Regions from separate parts of the Muntiacus reevesi genome. Here region 2 is linked to region 1. The links are chromatin contacts, called in public Hi-C maps. All regions are on one chromosome and are shown on one strand. The core of a region is the stretch at or near the end of the contact, and the rest is flanking DNA. Distances in the headings are between cores, read along the strand shown.

Evidence for each region. Hi-C and Micro-C count contacts between places; a contact is called where the count stands out from the background.
Region 2: a Hi-C map of muscle shows a contact between it and region 1, with 2.9 times the contacts expected there. The contact joins the promoter of KIF27 here to the promoter of UBQLN1 in region 1. A contact is called at or near these places in 2 of 3 Hi-C or Micro-C datasets (blood and muscle).

Annotation. Positions count from the first base shown.
Region 1 is chr10:9,502,937-9,506,713 of mMunRee1.1, reverse strand. UBQLN1 (ubiquilin 1) reads left to right here and starts at 2,169. Exons shown (of 10, transcript XM_065946418.1): 1 at 2,169-2,592. The coding sequence starts at 2,413.
Region 2 is chr10:9,742,934-9,746,710 of mMunRee1.1, reverse strand. It overlaps KIF27 (kinesin family member 27), which reads left to right and starts at 1,635. Exons shown (of 18, transcript XM_065946413.1): 1 at 1,635-1,772; 2 at 2,180-2,275. The coding sequence starts at 2,200.

The DNA of each region.
Region 1 (3,777 bases), core at 920-3,419:
CCCCCTCCTTCCATTTCTTACCCCTCCTCCAACTTGCTTCTAAGTTTTTTGAGGGCAGACTGAATCTTATTCCTCGGTATCTTCAACATTAATGTACTCAATCAATGTTTATAGAATGAATGAAGTATGCTTTTGTAATTTTTTCTAAACTATTAATAAGGAGAAGGAAATGGCAACCCACTCCAGTACTCTTGCCTGGAAAATCCCATGGATGGAGGAGCCTGGTAGGCTACAGTCCATGGGGTCACAAAGAGTCGGACACGGCTGAGCGACTTCACTTCACATTAATAAACAAAAGATATTAAAAAGAAAATGCCTCAAATAAACATTTAGACCTCTTGGGCCAAATTGTTTTTTTTTTTGTAAGTAGTTTTACCAGGACATAATCAGGCTCAGTCTTGTATGTATTGTCTATGGTTGCTTTGTGATATTAGGGCAGAGCTGAGTATTTGAGACAGAGAACACACGGACCACATGGCCCAACATACCTAGGATCTAGTCTCTGAAAGTTTGCCACACCTCAGTGGTTTCTTAGAGGGTAGGGTTGTTTCTAAAAAGGTCCATAATGAATTACTATACTGTATATGCGTACAGATAAATTATATTACTTCATAAATCGTGCACAGACATCAAAACTTTTTAGAAATTAATGTAACACACAGATAATCACAGAGCAATTTCATAAGTGCAGAGTTAGATATAAATGGTTTCCCACGGTGGAACTTTCTACCTTGAGGAGTAATGATTACTTCACATCTAAACATATGTAAACGGCCATTCTTTAGCAGAAAGCTCTGTGTAATTTCTTCATGTTGAAAAATGCTGCCAGAAACTTCGCTGATATGAAATGACGTCGCTATAGCAATTTACACGTTAAGAACTTCTTAGACCCAGATTTCAGAGACCCAGATTTCAGAAGCGGACTTCATGCAAGAGTACTTAAAAGAGCCAGAACAGAGCTGGATGGTTTAAGAACAGAAATACAAAGTGTATCTTTCCACACCTGAGTCACGGTGTGGTGTCTAAGTTTACATTTGCGCAATACTGGTTTATAAAGTTTATGTCCAGTGTTATACATTCCTTGCAAGTCATCTTTAAAGGCAAGTGATGAGGTCATTTCAACTTTAATACTCTCTAGGGGAAAATTAACTTCCTATTTCTTATTTACACATGTATTACACTGAAAATAATTTTTGAACGACTCCCTTTGATGTCACCTCAAGTCTGAAACAGGGCAGTAAGTTAATTTGGTAGAGTATAAAATGAACACCGCGGCTACATTATGTAGTCTCAGCCGGGAGAGCACGCCTTGGATACTATGTTGCTGCCCCAAACATCTTACGGGGCAGTACTGACAGAATTCAGCCGGGGGCTGCTAGCAGGGCTTTCAGCGCCGCTGCCAACATAGGAGGCCTGATCCCCTGACCAAACCTGGCTGACCAGGGTGGGAAGCCCTGGCCCCAGAGCACTGACCGCTCGGAACAGAGCAGGGTGGCGACAGGGGTGTCCTCCATTTTCCTTTCTTTATGATGAGGCTTTTTTTCGTCCATTAACTTATCTTTCAATTCTAGCGCACTGTGTAGTAAAAGCAAACGTTTAAAAAATTTAAAGTACGCAACATTTAAGCACATTTCAAGATCAACTACAAAAAACCCTCGCGGGCATTTGTTCCAGACCCTCCTCCCAGTGGGGTACACCGTGAAGCAAGCTCAGACTCCTAGGGGATGCACACCGTAACCGCCGGAGTGAGGTGAGAGGGTGGGGGAGAACTACCTGGCCTGCCATCGCGCAGGCGCATTTCCGGCCGCAGCGCCCAGTGGTCTAGCTCCCTTTCCAGTAATTTCGCTAGCCGTGACGTCATCCTCGTGCGCCCTTACGGTGCCTCCCAGAACCCCCAAATTTATATTTTGGTGAAAGGGGTAAGAAGAAATGAACTGACCTCTTCCACCCCACTCTGTTTTTAGTCCTTGACTCTGGACGCGCCTACGGTTTGGGCAATGGAGCGGGAGAGGGAAAGAAAAGCACCCGGAGATCCAAACGGCGCCGGCCAGGCATGACTCGGCGACGTCGCCAGCCGCGTTACCCGGCGTGCCCCGCGCGGCGCGGGCAGAGCGGCGTAGGGGGAGGGGCGGGGAGGAGGAAGCGGCGGCGGCGGCGGCGACGGCTGCTGCGGATGTCGCTGCGACTGATCGGCGTCTGAACACACGGCGGCTGCCGAGCGCCCGACCCGGGCCTGCGCCGGAGCCCACGCCAAGCTCCGCGGCTCCTCGCCCGCCAGGGAGGCCCTGAGCCAGTTGTCACTGAGGCAGCGTGCCTCACATTCTCCGCTGCCCGGCCAGGCGGGCTCTGGCGTTGCCTGGCTCCCGCTCGCTCACCCGCTCCCTCCTTTGCGCCTGAGTCACCGCCGCCGCCATGGCCGAGAATGGTGAAAGCGGCGGCCCTCCGAGTTCCCAGGACAACGCCGCCGCGGCCGAAGGTGCCGGCGCACCAGCCGCCACCGCCTCCACGGAACCCAAGATCATGAAAGTCACCGTGAAGACCCCGAAGGAGAAGGAGGAGTTCGCAGTGCCGGAGAACAGCTCCGTCCAGCAGGTGAGGGCCGCGCTAGGCTTGGGGCGGGGTGGGGATGGCGGCAGGACCTTCGCCAGCGGCAGGAGGAGACTGTTTTGCAAGGGCTTGGGAGGAAGGGGTCGTCTCTGGAGGTGCCCTCGGCCTTTCTCCTGGGTCTGATCCCAAATTAGATCACACCCAGGTTTGTGGATTTGCTCCTGGGGACACCGCAGAGGTTTGTGGCGGGGCCTCTTGGCCTGTTTGTGGGACGCGCTGATGCCGCTCTCCTCGGCGCCTTCCTCCTGCTCCGGCGTCCGCCGACCCCAGCCTCCTCCCCCAGCTCCCCGCCTCCAGCCGCCTCCCTCTGACTCCGCACAAAGGAAAGAGACCCGCCGCCAGGCTCGGGCGGGGTGGAGGCTGGGCGAGGGTTTGACTTAGCCTGGTCTGCGGTTTTGTCTCTTGAAGGGAAAAAAAAAGAGGGGGTGCTCATTGTTTTACCTGCCTGGGGGTTAAAGTAAATTTGGGGGTGAGGACCACGTGTCCATTTAGTTCTGCGTTTTGACCGCTGAAATCTTTCCCACCTTCCAATCTTTAAAGAAAAAAAATGAGCTGTGACGTAGAAATTGCTTTCAGCCAAATCTTAATAGAACTAGGCTTAAGGAGAAAGATGATGACTTTCACTGACGACTTGCTGGTTCTGTTTTTTTTTTTTAAGTGTGTTTGTCATTCTTTAGATGCCAATCGTTGGGGAGGTTTTTGTTTGATTTTAAAGGAATAGCTACGTTATTCACATGTTAGCAATTGCAGTCAGATGAAAGAGCACGAACCTGGAGTTAATGGAGGAAATTTAAAAGTAATTTACCGCTTAAAATCTATTCAGGAATACAGTTATTGCAGTTAATTAATGATCTTGAGGAATTTAACAAATCATTTTAGTTTTTGTTAAATATACGTCCCAGAATATTTCCGTAATTACTGAATTGATCTCAGACAGTTGATCAGCAGATATCAAGACAGTGTGAACAGTTTATGAAGAAGCAAAAATGAAATGTACCTGTAAGTTTCCCTTAAGGAACAATAACAATTGCGCTATTTGTTTATATGATTATGAAAGGTGGTGTGTTCTGTCAAGTAGTAAGAATGTGTAGCATCGTGAGAAACTTTGACCACCTTTTGAATCCCTATTTTTTTGGTCTCTCAATTTTCCTATAAAATTTTCCCTTAATT
Region 2 (3,777 bases), core at 386-2,885, 240 kb before region 1:
ATGTTAAGAGAAACTTCCTTTTAAATTTGTATAGAGAAGGAAAAACCTATCTCTGGTTTGTTTTTTCCTGCTGCTTAAGAGAGATAAAAATGTCTGGCACTTGCAGCCTCTTTCCTCCATTTGGAGACCCCTGGCCTTCCTGCCTGTTACCCTCTCAAGTGAGGAAGGGGTTCACCTTCCTCACAGTATGCAACCTAAAGATCTCCTTTAGCTATGTCTGTTCTCCCTGGAATTCGTTTATCAGCTAGCCTTTCCTTCCTCTCTGATTCAGCCTCTCAGCCTCTTCCTAACATCTGAGGCTTCCTCCGTCTTTCTCATTCCTTCTCAAGAACAGTCAAATATTCCTCTCTAGGTTCACATGAGCATCACCATCCTCTTCTCTGAAGCCTGAATACCTACCAAGTCATTCTCAGGAGGCTTAACTTCCACCTGGGTATAGACTAACAAAGCATCTTCTCAGCAAAATTGTGCCTCTTCATACATGGATTTCTCATTGCAGCTGCTAAGTAGTAATATTCTCCATAACACTGCAAAAACAGTATAGGCAAAAGGCAGATTTGTGGTCAGGTGAAAGTGTACAGGATGGATTTGTGATGGCAAGATGGAAAACAGGAAAATCACAGGTTCTTGCCCTAACAGATGGTGGTAGTGTAGGCTGTTCCACTCCAGGGCTCTCCCTATGCTGCCATTCAATTACTCTGCTTCAGGTTAGAGATAGAGACAGCTTCCTCCCCCAGCCATGTCCAACCAGAAGGGGGCTTTCCACTTGGTGCCATTTCCCTAGACTCTCTGGGTCACTCTTACAGCTTCTTGAGAGAGAGGGTCTTCAGAGGCCTCTTAAGACCTCATCTCTTATTGTGAGGTCTATACCTTAAAGAACTTAAAAAAAGACATTAAACAGATACCTGTATATCATGTTCACAGCAGAATTATTTACAGTATTCCTGAAGTGGAAATAAACCATGTGTCCATTAATTGATAAATGGATCCATAAAATGTAGTATGTCCTCATGATGGAATATTATTCAGCCATAAAAAGGAATTAAAGTCCTGATACTTGCTACTACAGGAGTAAACCTGGGAATTGTTTTTTAACCAAAAAAAAAAAAAAAAAAAAAAGCCACCACAAGGCCACAATACGTATGATTCTACGACTATGAAATGCCCAAATCAGGTAACTCTTTAGAAAGGTGATTAGTGGTCTCCAGTGGCTGGGGGAGAGAGGAATAGGAGTGTTGCTAACCAGTATTAGGTTTTCCTTTTGGAATGATGAAAATGTTTTGGAAGTAGAGGTGATGGTTGCACAACACTGTGAATGTCTAAAATGCCATTGAATTGTACACCTTAAAATGGTTCATTTTATGAACGTAACTTCAATAAAAATAAATAGAATTCGTAGCTAAAATACTGAAAGCAATGTGACTCTTTCTCATAATCACTTTACAAACTCGTGGAGGGTTACTTCAGCTGAGCACTGTGAGAGGGGTCCCGGGGTTTTACTTTGGAGGGAATCTGGGAGGCGGCCGGTTCTTGGCTCCTCCCTCACGGGGCGGGTCCAGAGGCGGGGCTTGGCAGACAGGGGCGGGGCCCGGGAGCCGCCGGACGCCCTGACGGGCCGGGGCACGTCAGCACGAGCTCCGCCGGTTGCCTGGAGAACCCATAACAACAAAAGGCGCGGGCGGCGGCGGTAGCGGCGGCGCGGCGGGGCGAAGTGAAGCCGAGAAGTCCTGCGCTGCGCTGGCCGCCTGAGACGGGCTTTCTCGAACCGGTCTGTGAGTGGCAGGCGGGCCGGGCCGGGCGGGAGGTCCGGGTCTGGTGCGGCGACAGCGCGTCCTCTGCGCCGGCGTCCTCGACAGGCGGTTGGAAGGCGAGGGTGCGGGCCGGGGGACTGGGACCCGCCGAGGCTTGGCTGGCGGGGTGGGCGGTTGGGGCGTCAGCAAGACGGAGGAGGGCGCCCGAGGGGCCTGAGGTCGTTGCTGGGGTCCCCCGGCGAGTGGCCGGGGAAGTTGGGTGCCCCATGAGATAGAGGGGCTTGAGGAATAGGGACGCGCGGGAACCCCGGGCCGAGCCGCACGAAGTCGGATCTTGTGTATTATCTTGTGTTCATACTTGAGCTGTGGGATCTGAAGAGGGACGGGAAAGGCCCACCCTCCGTGGTGCTTTCGTTTTGTCCCCACAGGCCTCCTTTTTCCATTGCGGATGTTGGAACTTTGCTGCATTCTAAGCTCTGCAGAAGTCGGAAAGCCCTCTCCCTTACAGCCGGAGATAATTGAGAGTAAGGGTGCCCAGATTCTTTCTTTGAAACCTTTTAAAAATAAAACCTCGCCCCCTCCCATTTGGAAAGCTTCGTTGTTTCCCCATGTTTGCTTCCTGTCTTCTTCGTCTAGTTCTTAATGCATTTGGGGCCTTTTCTGAGATCCTTATGAGACTCACTACTCATTTGCCAGAAAGTTTCTTACGAAAATATTTATTACTTACAAACTACAATTTTTAGATAATAACTACTATTGAAAAGCCAGAGGCACAAGATGACTACAGTATTTGGAGACATCTTTCTAATCAGTAACGGCATCAGTAATCAAACATTTCTCCTTCCTTTGATCAGATTTCAAAACTCCATTGCGTGTGCGTAAATACCACCAGCCAGTCATATTTTACCTTTCGTCAGATTTACTGGTGAGATAATATATATGCTTTTGATGGCTGTATTTGATCAGTATCTAAAGAAGTATAAGTACTATGAATTTTTTTAAAAAGAAAAATAAATTTTTTTATACTGATTTTTTTTTTTTTTGCTAGCTATATGTTTATGGGCCCTTATTGGTTTTTAGTGATTAGAGTAGGTGGATTTTTGTTGCCTTTGTATTCAGATTGTTTATAGATACTCCTATTTAAAAAATCAATAAAGTGAAAACATCTCAATTATACTTGTACCTTTTATTAGCAATTTTACTGGAAGTAGTTAGGTTTAGCTTAACATAGACTGTTTTGTTTTAATGTGATGGTATTAAAAAAACTAATCTGTGTGGTAAAAACTCCTAATATAGGTGTTCAGAGACATTTGGAAGAACTAAATCATACTACATCCTTGTAGTTTCTTTGGAAAAGTTTCCAATACCAAATGGAGTATAGTCCTTTTTTATCCAAGAAAAGATTCCCCATATTTATGAGTATTTGTTTTTTCAGTGCCGAATTTCACTAGAATGATTAAAACTGCCAAGGTTAAGTGCATCTGTTTGGCCATTAAAGATTGTTTGTTGACTCTTGTTTTGGGATTTTACAGCCCAGGGGAGCTGATATTTTTTTAACTCTCATTGGGCTGTTAGTACTGTGATGTAAATGTTTTTTTTGTTACTGTGATCCTTTTCAAACTGTCCACTCCCCAAATTATAAATGCACAGTACTGCTGCAGAGTTCTTTTTAGAGGCTAGTGAATACTAAATGTGCCTTAATTAACATTTTCATTGCATGTAGTGCTGAAAATATTATTTTAGTCCATTAGTCTGCTCGGTTACTAGAGAGCCCTTCTCCATAGGGCTCAGCCCCACCCCAAACTGATTACTTTTCATCTGCATTTAAACATAGATTACTTATTACTTCCTTTTTCTTTTAACTTTTATACTAACAAGATGTGAACTTTCATTTACAACTTTTTATGTCAACATATGTTTTGATTTCTTTGGAAAATATATTTGAGAGTAGCATTGCTGGGTGAAGTGATAACTGTGTGTTTAACATTTTGAGGTACTGCCAGCCTGTTGCCACTGGAGGAGGGCA